2 separate regions of the Danio rerio genome follow, and region 2 is linked to region 1. The links are chromatin contacts, called in public HiCAR-type maps. All regions are on one chromosome and are shown on one strand. The core of a region is the stretch at or near the end of the contact, and the rest is flanking DNA. Distances in the headings are between cores, read along the strand shown. Region 1 holds the start of dlx3b (distal-less homeobox 3b). Region 2 holds the start of si:ch211-131k2.2.

The links. HiCAR-type assays count read pairs that join an accessible place to other places.
Region 2: a contact with region 1 is called in a HiCAR-type map of caudal fin, with 12 times the contacts expected there. The contact joins the promoter of si:ch211-131k2.2 here to the promoter of dlx3b in region 1. A contact is called at or near these places in 6 of 18 Hi-C or Micro-C datasets (caudal fin, embryo, hematopoietic stem cells and 1 more) and 2 of 4 datasets of contacts at active chromatin or transcription factors (caudal fin and gastrula embryo).

What each region holds. Positions count from the first base shown.
Region 1 is chr12:6,250,224-6,254,561 of GRCz12tu, reverse strand. It overlaps dlx3b (distal-less homeobox 3b), which reads right to left and starts at 2,473. Exons shown (of 3, transcript NM_131322.2): 1 at 2,015-2,473; 2 at 1,114-1,298. The coding sequence starts at 2,333.
Region 2 is chr12:6,518,557-6,522,894 of GRCz12tu, reverse strand. si:ch211-131k2.2 reads right to left here and starts at 1,813. Exons shown (of 7, transcript XM_073918135.1): 1 at 1-1,813. It also overlaps a transcript of g6pc1a.1 not described here.

The sequences.
Region 1 (4,338 bases), core at 1,224-3,723:
AACTAAATGATGCCAAAGTTAAATTTTGAAATTGTTGTAATAAGTGCTTATCCTGCTAAATATAACCTATTTTTTTAAACAAAGCGCAGGGTTTGATAATACAGTTTAATAGAAATCAAAGCACATATTTTCACCTGTCGGCCATTAGAATAGACCAGAGAAACAATGTCAAAGCAGTTAACTAAACAAAGCTGTTCACCTGCTTTCAATATTTCGGGCAATTTAGACCTATTGTGCATAAAGTACACATAGATTTCCAGATTGCTAATACATGACAAACATTTAAACACTAAATTGTTTTTTTTGTTTGTTTGTTTTTTTGTTTTTTTGCATTTAGATTAGCTACATTTATTTTATTTTGTAGACTTTTAAAATCCTTTATAAAGCCGACAATGCCTCACTAAAAAGCAGGATTTATTTGATTGACTATTTTTTAAGGTAAGCGATTGCAAACAATTTATATGGGCTGAATTTAAACAAACAGATTTAGTTGAACATTACTACCTTTAATTCGTTTCTTTAAATTCAGTCCATATAAATTGTTTGCAACCACTAACCCCCCAAAAAATAGTAAATCCAATTATTCATTTTTTCCAGTGTAATTATTACAACGGAATATTTAAAATTTGTTTTGTTTAATTTGCACTCTAACTAAAACTGTAGGCGAAATTTGCTAAATGCTATATAATTAAAATAAACATGTTATTCGAAAACAACGACTAAATAATTTCTGCAGTATAAATATTGCCCTTACAATTCCTTTATATAAGCTGTCAATTCGTGATGGCTTATTAAATCTTCAACTGCTATAATAACTTGTAGAAAATATTAAAGCGAAGAACAATTACTTTCTTTACAAAACACTGCAAATAAATAATGATTGTTATTTTAATTAATTTATTAATTACACAATTAATAAATTAATTAAAGAGGTGAGAATTGCGGGCAATGACATTTCAACACATGAGCAGTCTTTTTATGACCTGATAAGATTGCTGCTTATCCTTATCTCAGTGTGTTCAGTGTCAGCGATAGAAGTGCAAGGAATCGCTTTAAGCTGTTAACGCAATGCCAAGTGGCAGTGTTGTAAATGAATGTGATCTCCAGGTGTACCTGTGTCTGTGTGAGCCCCAGCTGTGCGGCGAGTTCAGCTCTCTCCGGCAGCGCCAGATACTGCGCTTTCTGGAAGCGGCGCTGGAGCGCGGCGAGCTGGTAACTCGAGTAAATGGTGCGCGGCTTGCGAATTTTCTTGGGTTTTCCGTTTACCATCCGCACTTCAGTCTCTGGTTCCTCTTTGACTGGAAATAATAAAATACAGAGCACGTTATATTTCAGTAACATTTTACAGACAAATAAATAAATAAAAATAGAAAATGGATGGCCTAGCCTCATTTTGGCATCGTATAACCTTTATTTATATAAATAATAATGTCTTAAAAAGCTAAATAATTCTGCTTCCTGAAAGCTAAATAATCAACATAGAGTAAAATGATATATCTAGTCTAGAAAGCATCAGGAAGTATGAATTAAAACCACAAACTTGACCAAAAGGTAAAGAACGGCTGTATCTTGTAGCAATTTTTTGTAGGCCTACCCTAAGAATGAAATACATCGTGACATCTAGCCTACACCGAGCATCGATTAATAATGATTAATCGCGTTACAGATGCAATAAAAATGTCATAATTGTTTTATAGCGACCGCAAGTCTGTTGTGATAGAGACAACTTTCTAACCTGCTGAAACAAATAAACTTTACTAGTCCTATAAATTGTAAGTTTATTTGGACAATATAGATTTAAATGTTACAAAATCAACCCAAGAAGTAGGTTAAATAAGTATGAATAATTTACAATATTTTTTCTCAAGACGAAAGCAAACTTTAGTTCCTAACTTGAGCCTGACACAAAGGCAATTGCAGTTTTTATTTAGAGGAAAAAGTAATGCTGAAATTGCGCAGAAAGATAAATGTATTAGTGCATATATATCCGAATGCAATTTTATAAGTATCTCACCTGCACTTTGTGGTGGCGTCTGCAGGTCTCTGTTGTAATGTCCGTATTGTCTATAAGTATTGTAAGGATACTCTGTCTTGGTGGGATACGCTCCGGGTGTTGCCCCCATCCCTGACAGATTAAACTGATGATATGAGTTCATCTGTTGAGGATATGGAGGGCTCTGGTAGTATTCGTGATGGCTGCTGTAATAACCCATGTCTGTAGCCGATGACTCTGGGAGAGTCGGAGAGTCCTTAGAAGTCGGATGGCAACTCATAGAGCCTGAAAGATCGGTCGAAATACCGGGTATCTTCCTGTCATATGTCGGTCCACTCATCCTTAATAAGGAAGGAAAAAACAACGATCGTCCACTTTATTTCCAAGGCAGACCGAAGCAAGTCATGCAGACGTTGGGTTTGGGACGATGCCTGTAACACAAAATCCTCGATGAACTGCTTTCTCACACTCCCTCTGTTGAAGCACTGAAGGTAATGGCAGAGATGTAGTATGAGAAACTCTGAATTATATGGCACATGGGCGGACACTCGGCTCCTATTGGCTCTTCGCGCTTGTGTTTTTCTCTCTCTCTCTCTCTCTCTCTCTCTCTCTCTCTCTCTCCAGCCCTCAAGGCGAAATGACCTCCGCCTAAACGTCTCCAAACTTCGGCTTTTGGGGATTTTATCTGTTATGGCGATAATGAAGAGGTGAAATGCTGGAGATATTTTTTTGTAGAACTGTTATACTAGTTAGTAAATGTTTCATGTTCTCGTTCCAGTTCACATGCGTTAAAAGAACGTCAAATAGATTTTAAATGGCCCACATCTTACTAATATGAGCTTTAATAAGTACATTATATTATTTAATGAATCAGCATTAGTTAGGAAGATATACACTGTGAAATGCGATCAGTTGCTTTGAGAGGTGAGTAAACCAGCTGCCTTAAAAGTGAGAAGCTGACTTTGCTTAAAGTAGCTAATATATGATATTATTGTACTATATCATACAATATAATAGTATTATTAGCTATTATATGATAGTTATTATGATAATCCATTGCTTAGATGTGATGAAGATTGTTATGTACAGCATTAAAAAAAGAAAAGTCGCTTGTTTTATCTTTAAACTGGAAAATAAAAACGTTCTTTAGATAACCAAACCATTTAAACATCTGCATTGGCATCAACTGTTCTATTGGGAAATGTTTTCAGTGCAATAAAAGGTTTAAATTAAATATCGTTGATTCGAGTTGTAATGGGGAACTGATCTCTGAACAGTTAAAAAATATCGTTTTCACTTGGCATCAATATGAAACCCTAATTTTGGAAATACACTGTTTATTTCGGATTATAAAGGACATTTCCCTGATCTACTCTTTTCACTCTAAAGACACTTTTGTGCGCTAAAAAGGTTCCAAAGGTTATTCACGCAATCATTTGATGCCAAGAGAACATTTATTTTAAGAGTGTAGTGCCGGGCACGAATGATTTAAGGACAGGCTACATTATTTTTAATTTGTAAATTTAGGGCATGCTTGGCTGTGGCTGACAATGGATGAACGGTTTTGATCTCATCAGTTCACTTCTTTTCTGATTCAGAGTGGCTGTGAAAGGAGTCTGGAGAAGTTTATCTGGGCCACTGATCACCCCTGCGGCACTTGCTTGTGTGCCTCTTTATTATGGCAAGGCGTGGTACCAGAAGTAGGTCTTAACCTCTAGTACCCAAAATAACCTTTATCAATACTGAACTATAAATGAAGGCCTAAATCAGGAATCGAGGAATAGACTGTTCGTTATTTATTGTCGGTGTATGCAAATGTCGTGCACATGAATGCGCTGTTTTTATGTTTGACGGTAAACGTGTGTGAACTGTGAACTTCAGCCGCAAGACATCGGTTTGTCACATACCTGATGTGCACAGTCGTGGCATGTAGTCAAATTCCATAGAGTCTTTCGAAAGACATGCAAACCTGTCTTGAGATCTGAGAAAATTCTGCCTGATGGCAGTGTCCGGTCTTAAGTGTTTTTGTGTTGTTGTTGTAGTTGCTTTGTTTTTTTATAGATTAAATGTATATTATAGGTACATAGGTTTATTATATTTTCATTATGCATTATCGTCCATGCGCAGTTAAAGCATAAAAATATATTTATGATCAAAATTATTTGAATAAAATATTGAATATACATGCTTTCTTATTTTAAGTATAAGAGTTTGATTTATAGAATGTGGCATTCATGTTTTCTTGTTTTATCTGAGTTTGGCTCTGGTTTGCCACAGCGGTGAGATGGGTTTATTGGTGTCATACTGCCCCCTTGTGGTTATAGTGCTATATCTCGTGCTGCTTT
Region 2 (4,338 bases), core at 564-3,063, 270 kb before region 1:
TTTACTTAAAGACTAAACCATTTTACCATCCTAACGTTATCTCTGGGCATTGTTTTAATCTAAGTTACATCTATACACAAATGAGCGGCCTGAACTTATTCAACCAACGTAACGTTATTTCTTCCATCGCGCATGCGCATTCACAGGCTTTGATTGGATTTCATCTATTTTGTTGAATAGAAGTAAAACGTAAATAATGAACGAGTACATATTAAATACGTTTTATATGTTTTAACAAAACACTACAACACTGTTTTAACAAAGCGCTACGGCTCGCATATGATTGTTTATCATATCATATATCATATGAGATGATATGATATTTTACACCTGTCGGTTATAATAATTAATTTCGCTGGTAACATTGCGCAATCGCGTTTCGTTACATCCGTTATTCGCCCTTGACGTTTCCTCCTCACACGATTAAACAGAGAAACTCCCGATATTCTGGTCGTTGTTTCTCGTTGGAGTCACATAATCTGAGAGTTAGTTGTCAACGTTAGAGAAATTGACCATTCAAATCTTTTCTTCAAAATGGCGAATCTCCAGCCGCAGAAACGAAGCTTCAGTCCAAACAGACTTACATCGTGACAAACCCGCAACTTAACCTGAATCAACACCGGCTCGACTCTTCAAGGTCTGATCCAGAGATGCTTCCTTCAGGTAAGAACTTAAATTTAACCTATATTTAGCCACTCAAACAGTAGTGTGGGGTCGTTATATAGTTTAATATGTGGGTAAGTTATTATTAATTGTAAGTTTAAGTTGTAGCGCTGTGCTTTATTTTTTAATTTAAACCTTAAGTTGTAAATCTAATTGGATACCAAACTAAAAACTGTGCAAAAAGTCAACATGCGACACATATTGCATTATATGTACAAAATTACCTTAGAAAACCTTTTTTTGAGCAAAGTGTCATGTCTGATACTGAGGCCAGAAATATATCCAGACATAATACAAGACTGTGTGTTGAATTAAATGATGATGAGTGACAGAATCTATAAAAAAAGATAATAATGTCGATGTTTGCTGTCTATTTTGTCCTGTCTACATAATTAATCTGTTTATTGTTTTTTTGGAACATTTACATTTTTTCCTTCACAAATATAGTTAACTATGCAAACAATATTTAATTATTCTTAATTTTATTTCCACAATCTTGTGCATGCCACCAAAATTCAGTTAACAGAACAAAACAGATGAATAATGAGTTGGAAGAAAAGTGTAAATAATAGCACTTTTAAGAAGTAAAAAGTCCTTTTTTTCTTCAGAAATGTACAAAAAAAGGTAATTGGTGTAAAATCCCCAATTACTCAATACTCAAATGTTTTATTTTTAAGTTGCTTTTAAATGTTACTGTATTTGTTTAAGAATGTTTAAAGACATTTTGAATGGTTTACCATCATATCCAAATGACTTTTGTGAACTTGAATAGGAAAATTACCAAATCGTTCTTGGAATGTTGTTGGTTAAGAAATAATGTGGCCAGCATTGATAACGTTTTGTTGCCTGTCCACTATATGACAAGATATTTTTAGATCATAGGTTCTTGCTGAGGGTTGAAATGTGGGGGTTGTGTTTTTCTGAGAACTGAGAAAGGCTTTTACCATCACCTTTGTGACCTGATGGCAACTAAAGATGATTCTGTTCTTGCTTTAAAGAATAAAATAGAAGTGAGTGAAGAACGACAGACAGAAATGACAGGATTATGAAATGATAACTGCTCATTTTTATTGCAACTGAAAATACATATAAAAACACCTCCAAAAGGTCTTGTTTGTTAACATTAGTTAATGACTGTGTAAGTTAAATCTTTGCCAATGTTACATAAAAATTTAATTGATTATTCTTGTTTGTTCTCAGCAGTGTTACTGCAGTTATAAAACTGTAAAACTAAAATCACTTTCGTAGCTGTGGAAAAAGATTAAAAGATCACTGAAATAAATTTTCTATGAATGTACTGAGTTTATGAGCTACGTGTTTGAGTAAAATGTTAATATTTCCTCTATTTTATAAAGGTCTGATAACATTTCTTCCAAATGTAAAAATAAAACATTGTAATGTAGTGTATTTGTTTTCCAGAAAAGTATAAGTGGTAAAAAAACCCACAAATATTTTCATTGTAATTCAGGGTTATTGGTCCAAATATTTAAATATTGAAGTCCCTAAGAAATCAAAACCAACCATACATTTTGTTAGCTCACATTGCTAATTTTGTGATGAAAAATTCATCTGTGCATGTCATAAAGAAAAAAAAAAGTTTGCACTTTCAGCCTGATCTTACGAGGAAAGTTAAGTATTTCACGTTTTGTCAGTTTAGTGGCTACTTTCAGAAGAGTTCAGTACGATTTTAAAAAGGAGGCGTGGCACCCAACCCCACCCCTAACCCCAACCGTCATTGGATGATGAGCAAATCGTAGTAAATTGTACAAATTATATTGTACAAATTCATACAAATTAGCCATTAAATAAAAAAGTTACGAATTGTCGTGTGATTGCGTTGGCCCTTCTAATCTTTAATCAAAATCTGAAAATGCACTTCCTGTTTGTTTTCAGTTATATTGTCAGATTACTTATATTTTAGGAATTGGGCGTGGCTAACATATTTAACCCCACCCCTCCAACTATCAGTTTTGACGGCAAACAGATATGTTAAAGAACAGTTGAAATGCCTACTCTACTATGTCCATTCAGCACTTTAACAAGAAACAAGCCACGCCCACTGTTTTCCCATTTGATAATCGTTTCTCTAGGAACTGCGTCACAATATGGAAACAAATAAAAGTTGAAGCCTCTTGTTTATGGGGACTTTAAACTTTTCTCAAGTTAAAACACTGTAGTTAACCTTTTAATGGCATAGTTTACTTAAATCTGAATAAAACAACATAATTTACTCACACTTGAGTATATAATTTTTTTTCTGTCAGACAAATACAATAGAAGTAGGTTTAAATGTTTTGGTTCTTTCATGCTGGCGATAGTTAGTGACTTTTATTTTAGTGTTTATGGATGTTTCCCAGAGATGGGTTGTGGCTGGACTATCTGCTACGTTAAAAACATGCTGGATAAGTTGGCAGTTCATTCCGCTGTGGCGATCCCAGATTAATAAAGGGACTAAGCCAAAAAGAAAATGAATTAAAAGTGAACTACTTCGTGGGTTATTTTTAGGGACCACATCTATACACTTTATAAAACATGTGTTACCCTCTGCAGCATATGGATTTATTCGATTTTTGAAAACTTCAAAATAAAAGCCACTATCCAACACCATTATACATCATGGAAGAGCCAGGATCAAATTTAATATTATTTTGACTGTGTTCATCTGATAAAAGAGCCATCAAAAATGACTTAAGTGGAAGTAAATTATGGGGTAATTTAGATTTTTTTTAAACGTACATATTCCTTTAACATCATGTAGTCATTGTGAAGTGCTACGAATATGTTTGTACATCTTGGATGAGTATAAACGGGTATTACAATTAAAGAAATGAGGGTTTAATTACGTCAATGTCTGAGAATCCTCCCCGGAAAGCATCACGGTGTTCCTTTGAATCAATTAAAATTCACTTATTAAGTACTTCAAAAGCTTGACGCATTGTTTGCGTTCATCCAACAATTAGATTTAAAAGTTGTTTTTTTTTGGGCTGTTGTTGTTGTTTTTTAATTTGAAATGACTAACGTATCAGGCATGGCAAAAACACCTCTCTCATTGAAACCTAGATGACACACAGGATTTGCGCTCTTTGATCTCGCCACAGGTGCTTAACAAAGCAAGAAACCAATTTTCGATAATTTCACCTGAACGCCACTCATGCGCTTCCAAGCCCACAGAGGTCTAACGTTGAGTGCCGAATCAAAAAGATTCCGAGGCTCTTCATTTGCATATGAAAACTGCTTCATTCAATGAGGTCCGACAATGCTGACACCATATTACCATGTTATACTCAACCGTTTGGCCATATTAGGGAGAGATTTATGGGGGAATATGTCACTAATAGTAGATGATACGGCATGCTTGTTAGTCATATATCAATAAAACATATGATGTAATGAAGATAATGAACATTAATAATTTTTTTAGATCAAATGTGGAATCTGCTAATATTAATGAACAGTGAACTAACATGCATGTGAACATTTCTATTAACCGACAACATTTGAAGATGTTTACTAAAAGCTATAGTAATATTGCGTGTATTTTTTTTAAATAAAATTTTATTTATTTAATAATAATAAATCTAATTTATGTAAATGTAATTTATATAAATTAATTGAATCATATATATGTTTATAGATGGATAGATCTAAACCTACCAATACCTCTTGACTTGTCCC